Regions from separate parts of the Ostrinia nubilalis genome. Here region 2 is linked to region 1. The links are chromatin contacts, called in public Hi-C maps. All regions are on one chromosome and are shown on one strand. Each heading gives the region's core, a stretch centred on a gene start, on an enhancer-like site or on the middle of the called end of the contact. The rest is flanking DNA. Distances are from core to core; before and after follow the strand shown.

Region 1 (5,095 bases), core at 696-3,195:
CTTTTGGAGTACGGACATGCCTAGGGAATGACGTTTTGGGTCGTTCAAAAGTAATTTAAGATGTTTTAAAAATAGTTTCAAAAAATATAAATGGGTGATGAATAAAGCACATTGCGAGCTGTTATTTAACAATTTTGGAATAAAATATTAACAAATATTTCATGTGAAATGTGGCGCGGACTAAGAGTTGACATATTTTTGTGGAATGACCCGTATATTAATCACGCCGACAAAACAGTAAAATAAAATTTAGAAAAAATAAATTTTTGGTTAGCTCCCCTACATGTAAAGTAGGGATGATTTTTTTTTTCATCTTCTACCCCATCGAGTGTGGTATTTGATAGGTCTTTTAAAATTTGCAAATTATTAAAGTTAAAAGTGCTAATTTTTGTTCGAGTAGGGTCCCCCCTCCCCCCCCTAAAAACTTTAACGGTTAAGATGCATCAGTTACTTGAGTAATAGTTATTTAACTCATGCCTATTATAAAAATTCTTATCTAGTAAAAATTCCTTAGAAGAAAATATTAAATACACAGCGTAATTACACAGAGCAAATACGTAAGTATCTTAGACGTTAGGAGGCATTGACCTTAAGACGTCTCCATTTAGATTGCAGCTCGAAGTGCATGAACGTTAGCTAGCAGTAACAACTAATTCCCAAGCCGAATTATTTAAAAAAAAAGGCATCAATTTGATAGCTGTCAACAGACGCGCGTCATTTTATAGGGATGACCATAACTTATATCTTGTACATCTCTACTCGATTTATTATATTTTTTTTTTATCGATAACAAAACATTACCATAATTAACGAAAAAAAAAATTCAGCTGCAACGCGACCGGAATGCAAATGAAAATCAGCTGTTTGTTAAATCATACGGATTCCAATTGTTGTTTGTCGAATCGCGGTGTCGTGTTGACAGATAGTTCAAACAAAGTTAATAAACGTATACGAATCGCGGACCGCAACTGCGCCTTTGCGTAAGTACATAAAGCAACTTTATTTCAAACACTTCACGAACATTTGCTGCGTTTTAATAAGTTTTGATGGAAAGTGCATCTACGTACCTACGACATTTCCGTGAACTTTACAGCGATACTGAATAGCACATCTGTGCAAAGAATATTATTTACTCTGACGAGAAGAACGGCGACTCCCTAAAAAAAAACTGGACTTTTCTTAACGCCATCTAGTGAGTGACTTTGGTACTAACTTATTATCATGACATAAAATCAATGACATAAATTATGTCATTGATTTTATGTTCTACCATTATTTTTAATTAATGCAAAAACTTTTCAGAGGTAACTAAGCCCGTCAATAAGATGAAGAAAATGATACTCAAAACAATTAGAAACACATTATTCTCTTTATTAAATGATGTCTCGTGACTTAAACTAAAACACTAGATAAAAAGTCACTGTCTCCAAACTTAAATACCTACTAGAGCACTACTGAGTCTGTATCTCACAATCACACTAGACAATATCTCCAACAGGATGATAAAACATTATTATCACAATAGATAAAGATTAACACGAAAATCTTTGAATAGCCGTTTTTATATTTTGAAAGTTGTGACAAATTAATCACCGACAAACTGACAAATGACTTAAGTGTTGTCGTTTGAGAAAATCCTTATTAGAATTTTTTTTGGATCGGGGAACACACTTAGCAGCCCACCTAATAAAGTCCACGGCGCTGCCTACAAAGTTGCTACAAAGTCGGTCGGGCCTGCATCTGTGGGTCTAGACAAAGTGTACATTATAATCACAAACCATCGAAAAATTGTCGAAAAATTGTATGAATTTATGATGGAATCGATTTTCGATTCGATCAAAAATGTAACTTGTCTTAACTAGTGCTCTAAAGCCAAGAAATTAAAAAAAACTAGTGCCTTCTGTGAACGAGCTGTCAAACTCTCCACCCCGTGGGATCTGTCATTATTTATCTGTGCGTGGGAAATAGTGGGAAAAACAGAACAAAACTTGTTGCCACTTTTTTCGCTAAAAACACGCTATTTATCCGTATTTTGAATTTTATATCCATCTCAAACTTTGTATTAGTAAACTGGAATGCCTACTACCCGAAAGAAAGTGATAAAAACTGTTTATAAAGATGAGGACGATAGTGCCGGGGAGACCGGCGATTTCAGTGATTCTGGTTCGGACGCAAAAATATCAGAGGAGGAGTCTAGTTCAGAAGAAGAAGTGGAAAATGAAGATGTTGCATCATCTGGTGATGAATTTGTAAAGAGTAAAAAACAGCCTACAAAAAAAGTACAACCAAAAATACCAAAAAAGTTTGTAAAAACCCTAATCAATAGAATCAGTCAACAATCCACAGCAGCTAGTGAAAATGAGAACAATGATGTTTCACCTGCTCCCTTTTCTGTCAAAGATTTAACTGATGCTGACAAACTGCTGCCTCCCATATTAAATCTATCTGAAAGTGGTAAGGTTTTTCCTTTTGTCTTTGTGCCTTCATTTCATCCATTTGGTTCTAACATCAAATAATTTAAAATTAGATAGCATCTTTAGGAAAGCTAATACCTATGTATGTTTAATACTGATACATGAGTACTTTTTACAGCCTTGTTAATATTGGTAGTGAAACTTAAAATTATTACTTAGTGTTAAACATTTTAGTCCTAATCCTATTATATTTTACTATATTTGTCCTGATTTTTATCTACATCTTTGTATTTGTCCTGAAGCAGTGGTAGGGTTAATACAGGGACGTGTAAAAGTGCTTTTTAAAAGCCTACTTGCATAAATAAATGTGTTTTTATGAGTTGTTTTATGTATTTTTTTAACAATCAAATATGAGATTGTCATCATTTCCATGGAAGGAATTTAGCATGGGTTTGCTTTCGATGTTTATCTCACTAGATGGGTGCAGATGTGATCTATGGTAAACCGAGCTTACCCAAAAATACACTGGTTGTTACCTTAATGCATTTAAATAGAGTTAGCTGGTTGTGTGAGAATGTCTGGCAGTTCTAAAAAAATTGACCAATAACAACATAACAATGTCATATTACAGATAGTAGTGATGATGAATCTCCTAAGCAATCAAGTAAAAATAATACTGCAAAATCCATATTTTCTGATAATGATCATAATAGTGAAGATGAAGTCAAAACTGAGTACAAAGATGTAAGTATTATTTTATAATTTACCTTGATTTTTTTGTTAAAAACATTTTGATAAAAAGAACTTATTTGTTATATTTCAGGTATGGTCTCACAATAAAGAAGTTGATAGTGAGGAAGTTGCCCGAAAAGCATTTTTGGAATTGGAAAAGCATAAATCCAAAATAGAAGAGACAAAAGCATCTGTAAACAAATATACAGTTAAGCAACAAAAAGAAAATGAGTTCAACGTTCAAGATCTACTAGCTCAAGGCGAGGAAATCATATCTCCTAGTAAAACACCAGTAAAGAAGAAATCTAGAAACAAGAAAGTGAAGGATGAGAGTGATTCAGATGTAGATGATTGGGAAGAAGTACAAGGTATTAATTTATTTTATCCTGCATGCACCAATAACTCAACAATGTATTATAAATTAGTAACCATTTTATGTATTTGTACTATTTTGCACCGCCAACTTTAATTATCTGTTTTGCCTAATTTTCTGGTTAGCTGGAAGAGAATGCCAATGGCATTAAGCTGTTGTACCACTATTTATTATGTGTGCAATAAAGATTTTAAATAAATAAATAAACAATATATAAAAAAACAATCTATTCAACACTTTATTTTTTCAGAAAATAAAGCAATACCACAGCAAGGTCTTCAACTAGTTGTCCAACTCCCAGATTCAGTATGCCGGAAGACTAAAAAAATCGATGTTGAAATGATGATGAAAAGAAAAATAAATAGAGTAAAGAAAGAATACCAAGTCTATATGCATAAAGTTCATGTTCTGTGTTGGTTAGGTCATGGTAATCATGTCAGTCAAGTTTTGAATGACCAAGAAGTGCTAGCAGCTACCTTGGCTCTTGTACCTTCTAAAGAATGCTATCCAGGTGAAAGAGTTGACATGAAATATCTGGAGCAGATCACTACTTGGTTCAAAGATAAATTAACTCTCAAACAAGATAAAAATGAAAACAAATTCAGGCCCAAAGCACCACCTCTAAAAGAAATTTTACTAGCGCAGCTTAAAAGCAGAGTTGTGACTACAAAAAAATATCTTGTGTTCATATTTGTAGCCATGTTGAGAGCTCTAGGACTGCAGTGTCGAGTCATGTTCAATTTCGTCACATTACCAATAAAACCACCGAGTTCTGAACTATGTTCTTTGTCCACTAAACCTAAAGAAGATGTAAACAAAGAGAAATCCAAAGAGGCTAAAAAAGCAGTAGAAAGTAATAAAGCATCAACAAGCAACACAAAAAAATCCAAAGTTAAACCCAAAAGCCAAGAGAAAATATCCCAAGTTGACGGAAATTACGACAGAGAAGATGATGAGTCATTTGACAACATCATGCAAGTAGATGGCAATGATGATGCTTTGCCGAAAGAAACAAGGAACACTAGAGCAAGAAAAGAAAAGACGGCAACAAAAAATGCCACTGAAGAGGACGTGTCACCTCCGAAAAAATCTCGAAATACTCCTAGCCCAAAACCTAAGAAAACCATGTCTAAAACAAGTAAGGACTTACAATCAAAGTCAGAAACTGGAGAGAATTCAAAGGATACAAAACATAGCAATGACCCACCAGCAACTAAATCTCGAAGAACTCGAAATTCTGTTAAGAGCTCAACAAACAGTGAAAAGGTGGCAAAAGTTGAATCTCAGAAAAAAGACACGAAAGTTAAATCTAAAGTAGAACCTCCTAAAATTGTAGTGACAAAAGCCAATCAAGATAAAGAACAATCAAGCAAATATTTTAGCAGTGAATCTTTAAATGATAATAAAACCAGACTGTCTCGAAAGAGAGCATTGACTGCAAACCCAGATAGTTCACAAACTGTTAAAGATAAGCCTAATAAAAGCAGAACCAAAAGTGCTCCTGGTAATGCTGTTGAGAAAAGCAAATATTTTGATTCTGAAACTGAGTCTACTTCTGCTCAGAGCAAAAAGTCTA
Region 2 (5,149 bases), core at 1,140-3,639, 140 kb before region 1:
CAAAATGGTGCTTAACTCTTGAGACACGCTAAATTACACCATATTGTTAATGACATTGAGCATACATTTTTTTAAATACCTTCGCGAAGTTAAACTTCTGTACGTAGTACTTATTATTATTCTGTGGTATAGGTAAGGTCATTTTAAGAATACAAGTTCGCCCATTTGCCCCTAAGTGAGCTACTTTTTTTTATCGATATTTTTGTTTTAATTTCTTTTTTCCGAAATTTGCCCTGAAAACTGCTTTATTTTTTTTTGTCACGTGTTTTCAACCATTTTTTTTTATTTGATATTAATATTGAATGTCTTTAGTTAGATAAAATAAATTTCAGATCCAAATAGAGATTGGATAGCTAGTTACGAGCCGCCAAAGTTTAACAAAAGTACAAATCACGAAAAAAATTCAACTTAGAATTTGATTTAAAAAAAATGAGTGGTGATATCGGATTGCCAATGATCTTGAAAACATCTCTAGCTTTACTTCTTTCCAATGATATATCACACGTAGTAGTTCGATATTGAAATTCGTCAAAAATTCAAAGTTTAGGGAAGAAAATGTAAAAAAATTCAAAAAATAATAACGTTTTCTTTATTTTTCCCTCAAAATATGAGCCTTGTAAGGAAGTTTCGGTTTCGGTTTCGGTTTCGGCCGAAATAGACACCGTTGCCGAAATTCGTTTTCGGTTTCGGTTTCGGTCGTAAAACTAGTTTCGGTCGGACACTAATTTATTAATAACAGTTAAAGGGGCAAAAATTACTCAATAAAATTGGCAGTGAATTTTTTTTACGTTTGCACTATTTCAACTACAATATAAAATTAACTGCTTCTTGCAATGCAGCATAATATGGATAAATATAAAGAAAAATTTAATTCATAGACTAAAGGAGTTACGTACATAATTATATATGTATGAATAATACAAATACAAGAGCTCAGCTGCCACAGATTGTGTATCTAAGTTTTAAAGTGAACCAACATTAAATTCCATGAAATGAATCATTGAATTGAGTGCTTTTCTTGCCTTGACAAAACGTGCCTTTATTCTAGCAGCTAAACAATAACTATCAACTTCAAACAATGTTTTATGCAAACAATTTTTTTTTACTACTATTAAAGCAAACATTTCTACTGTACTTACTGTCCAACCTTGTTGGTCTCTCATTTCTATGTTGACGTTTTCTCCTAGTAATTTTTCAACTACTGCAACAAACCCGCTACCTATGGCACGCATGAGTGGAGTTTGTCCGTACTTATCACCAATATTCAGGATACAACCTTTATCTATTAATCTAGTTATTATGTAATAAATTGTGTCTTTATTTGCGCTACTATTTGAGCAAGCTGCCATAACAGGAGTGACGGAATCTGAAACACATCATTTCTAGAATCAAATATTGTTAGACTTGAATATAAAACAGATATAATTATTTTATATGCAACAATACTTTATTAATTATAAAAACTGAATTTTTATTAATTATCATGTCATCTTTATTTATGAAAGGCTAGCTCCACACTCTCTCTAAATGTCTTTAAAAAGTCTTATATCTGTGCATTTTCTTACCAGCATGTAAGTTAGGGTCAGCGCCTTTTTCTAGTAAGAGATCCACAATTTTGTCCTGTCCGTGGAAGCAGGCGTGCATTAATGGAGTCCATCCACTATCCAACTTTAAGTTCACATTATTGTGCAAATCTGAAATTATTTAGTGTAAAAAATATCAAAAATTGCTGTTTTAAGAGTGTGTTCAAAGAATTCATAATATAAATGGAAATTACATACCACAAGTGACGATTTTCTCCACTTCTTTGACATTCCCATTGATAATAGTGGTTTGTAAGGTATTTTCAATAGTTTTACGTACACTTACTTGTGGCACATGATATTTCTTTGCCTGAAAAATGAGTACAAGTCTAGGTCATGAATGAACCCCTGGATTTACTTACTTCTCAATTTAATCACACAATATCACCCGGTAAGTATGTGATAGATGTTAGGAAATGTGTATTGGAAGTACGGAATATTACAAATCTAATGGCTTTTTAAAGTAAATCATACCATTAAAGTATTTGGACAAATCTTTGAATTAGTAATGTTATTAGAATATTATTATTATACGTGATCGTGCATATTTCGAGCTAGGTACTGTTTCAACAGAATCAGATGAAAGTTAAATGAACAATTCAGTAAAATCAGCAATTTGGTAGACTTGAACGTTACGAACCGGCTTTTCATAGAATCCATAATCATCACTGTCCGAGTCTTCATCCGATAATCCTGCAGGTCTAAAATTTGCCATGATGTTATTCTATTTACTAAAGAAATGGAATTTATATTTTTGAGTTTATTTTCAAACATTCCAGCTTTCTTCAATTTCACTCATCACTGACATGACATTGTCACCAGTGTTGCCAGTCGGGTCTAGTCAGAAATTACCAGAAATATAAAAAAAGTAACCTTTTTGAATCAAAAGTTGTTCATGGATGGAAAATGAATACAATTGATCATCTAAAACCAGTCGTATAAAAACGTTTCATGGATTTGCGTTTTATTATCGAAAAACATTCGCTAAAACTCATTTTTTTTTAACAACTAATAAATCAAATTCAAGTTTAAATGCACTTTAAATTGTCACTATTAATATTTTTTACTGAATAACCTGTAAAGTTAATTCTACAATTTCTGAAAAATCACCTAAAAGTAACCTTTTCATTAGTGTAACCTAAAAGTAACCACAGCAGTTCAAAAGTAACCTAAATGGTTACAAAAGTAACCTTCTGGCAACACTGATTGTCACATTTTGTCACATTTGGTTGTTGTTGACAATTGTCAATTGACAATATCGGTTTAAAAAGGACCAATCACATTCGATTTAGTGAAAAGCCGTCCAATGACGTGCTTGAATTAATTAGACAAATTTTGAACACTGTTGAACACCAATGAAATCAAAGCAGAGCCCCGATTACGGTAACTTTTAACGTCTACAATCCAGACGCGTTTCTGATTCTGCAATACGATTGGTCAAAACAGCTGACGTACGCTGTTGAACGACCAATCGTATCGCAGAATCGAGAAGCGTGTCTGGATTGTTGACGTTAAAAAATACCGTATAGATGACCCACGCTGAACTGTCCCGCCAAACTCAATGACAGGGGGGCGCTACCATCGTTCAACTATATGGTTTCCAACATGGCAAAAATCGGAACCAGCGATCCGGTATTGACGGTGGCGCCCCACTGTCAATGTCATCGATAGGACAGTCCAGTATTTTGGAACTATAATCGGGGCTCAGGCAATTTGACAAGTAGATTCCATAGACAAACTATTGGTGACAACTTGATTTTTTTCACAGAAGTGCAAAGAAAGCGTTGGAACCACAGATATGGATATCTGTGGTTGGAACAGACGAATGTGCTTACATGTTGAACACAAAAGATGGCGCTACTATAATCTCAGTTTGATCAGTTTTTCAACTTTAAAATTGTTTCAACCAGTTTCAACTAAGGTAGATACCAGACTATATTTTTTTCAATGCGTAAGCGTAGCAAAATTTAAAGAGGCTGCTGCTAATGTAAATGCTGGATTAAGTATTAGCCTATTCTAATTCATGGACTTGGTTGAAAAATCCTGAAAATTCTATTGATTTAGATGCACAGCTTCTGAAGCCAGGAAACGTAAACAATTGTTTTATAGCAGACCAAAATTAAAGCCATGTTTATGGCTGTGATATGTGCGGCCAGCTGGCTGAGAAGAGAACATCATGTGACTTTCGTCGGAGAAGCCCTTGGACACTTCCATGGTAGAATCAACAGCCTAATTTTACTGTGCTAACCTGAGCATTTTATATGTTAGCACTTTAGTATGAATTCTCGATAAAATAATTAACTAATATTTTTTTATTAAATACTAAGTAGGTACAGTGGTTCCCAAAGTTGTCTGGGCTACGACTCATCTAATACAAGTTCCCAAACTCGGGATCCACCTTTAAGAAATTTCACCCGCTGCCCAGTGGTTGGATCGGTAGGGTGGTGTGTCGTTAGTCGTTCTACAGGCAGGGCCCACTCAATGTTCGCCGTTCGCTCCACCCATAGTTTGGGAAACCGTGCCTAAATAGGTATTTAATTTAAGTACATTCTGTAACTCATTAAAAGTTTAGTGAACCTACCTACCCACATAGAGCTTACGTTTCTGTATAGCTGCGCTTTACTTACAGGCTTCTAGGATGTACTACTACTTACATGTCGCTACAAACGGTTCCTAAAGGAAAATCTCACATTTCCACTTGTTAAAAAGCCGTTCTTTTTAAAAGCTATTCCCACGACGATGAGCTGCATGCATATCTTATTTATTAGCAAAGCTATTTTAATTCCCAATCAAACTCATCTTGCGAGTGCCAAAAAGCTATTATACAGTGTTGTCGGTGGGTTGGTAGGTACACTTTGTACGGTCTACGGTGGCAAGGCGTCACTTCCGCAAGAACTTCGCTTAACGCTAATTAAAGGGAGGCATTAATTCGAGTGGCCCATTACGAGGCGAGCCAATTTCATTTTCTTGTGAATTAAAGCTGAGTAAAGAAATTTCTAATTACAAAGTGTTTTCTGTTCCGTAAACTGTTAACCATTTTCGTGAAAATGATAAATATAAAATGATCGTCTTAACTATATTGCCTTGTTCTTAGAATTTAATTGTTTACTTACTTACCTATGGAGTCGTAAGGTAGATAAACAAATGGTTATCTTATGTAACAAGCAAAACTTTATTTCCAACCATTAAATTCCTTCATATTTAAGTAGTTAATCAATGTAATCATATTCATCAGCAATTAACAAATTCGACGTCACATAAGCAGAAGAGAGAGAGAGAGTTTGTAGTCCATCCACGACTGTTTTACCTACCTTTTAAAATAAGAAACAATTAAATTTTGTGGCTTTTAACATGATTCTATTAAATACCTAACTACGTTGCTCAAGTTACGTTAATTTATTAGGTACCCAGATATCGTTATTTGTAGTTAATGATGCTCAAAGAAAATAATTCTGGCTGCCACTTAATTTGAAGAACACCGAGTAAGAAGTCTGAAGTGGTGTTGTCGAGCTTGGAAGTCATTCTCCGCGTCGGAAGGTAAGGATAATAGGCAACAGTTCCAATTA

The links. Hi-C and Micro-C count contacts between places; a contact is called where the count stands out from the background.
Region 2: a Hi-C map of whole body shows a contact between it and region 1, with 6 times the contacts expected there. The contact joins the promoter of LOC135073235 here to the promoter of LOC135073233 in region 1. A contact is called at or near these places in 3 of 5 Hi-C or Micro-C datasets (whole body and whole larva).

Annotation. Positions count from the first base shown.
Region 1 is chr7:9,359,171-9,364,265 of ilOstNubi1.1, reverse strand. LOC135073233 (DNA repair protein complementing XP-C cells homolog) reads left to right here and starts at 1,945. Exons shown (of 10, transcript XM_063967339.1): 1 at 1,945-2,454; 2 at 3,046-3,158; 3 at 3,238-3,514; 4 at 3,770-5,095. The coding sequence starts at 2,076.
Region 2 is chr7:9,501,414-9,506,562 of ilOstNubi1.1, reverse strand. LOC135073235 (ankyrin repeat, SAM and basic leucine zipper domain-containing protein 1) reads right to left here and starts at 2,389. Exons shown (of 8, transcript XM_063967341.1): 1 at 2,224-2,389; 2 at 1,782-1,893; 3 at 1,566-1,694; 4 at 1,140-1,366. The coding sequence starts at 2,298.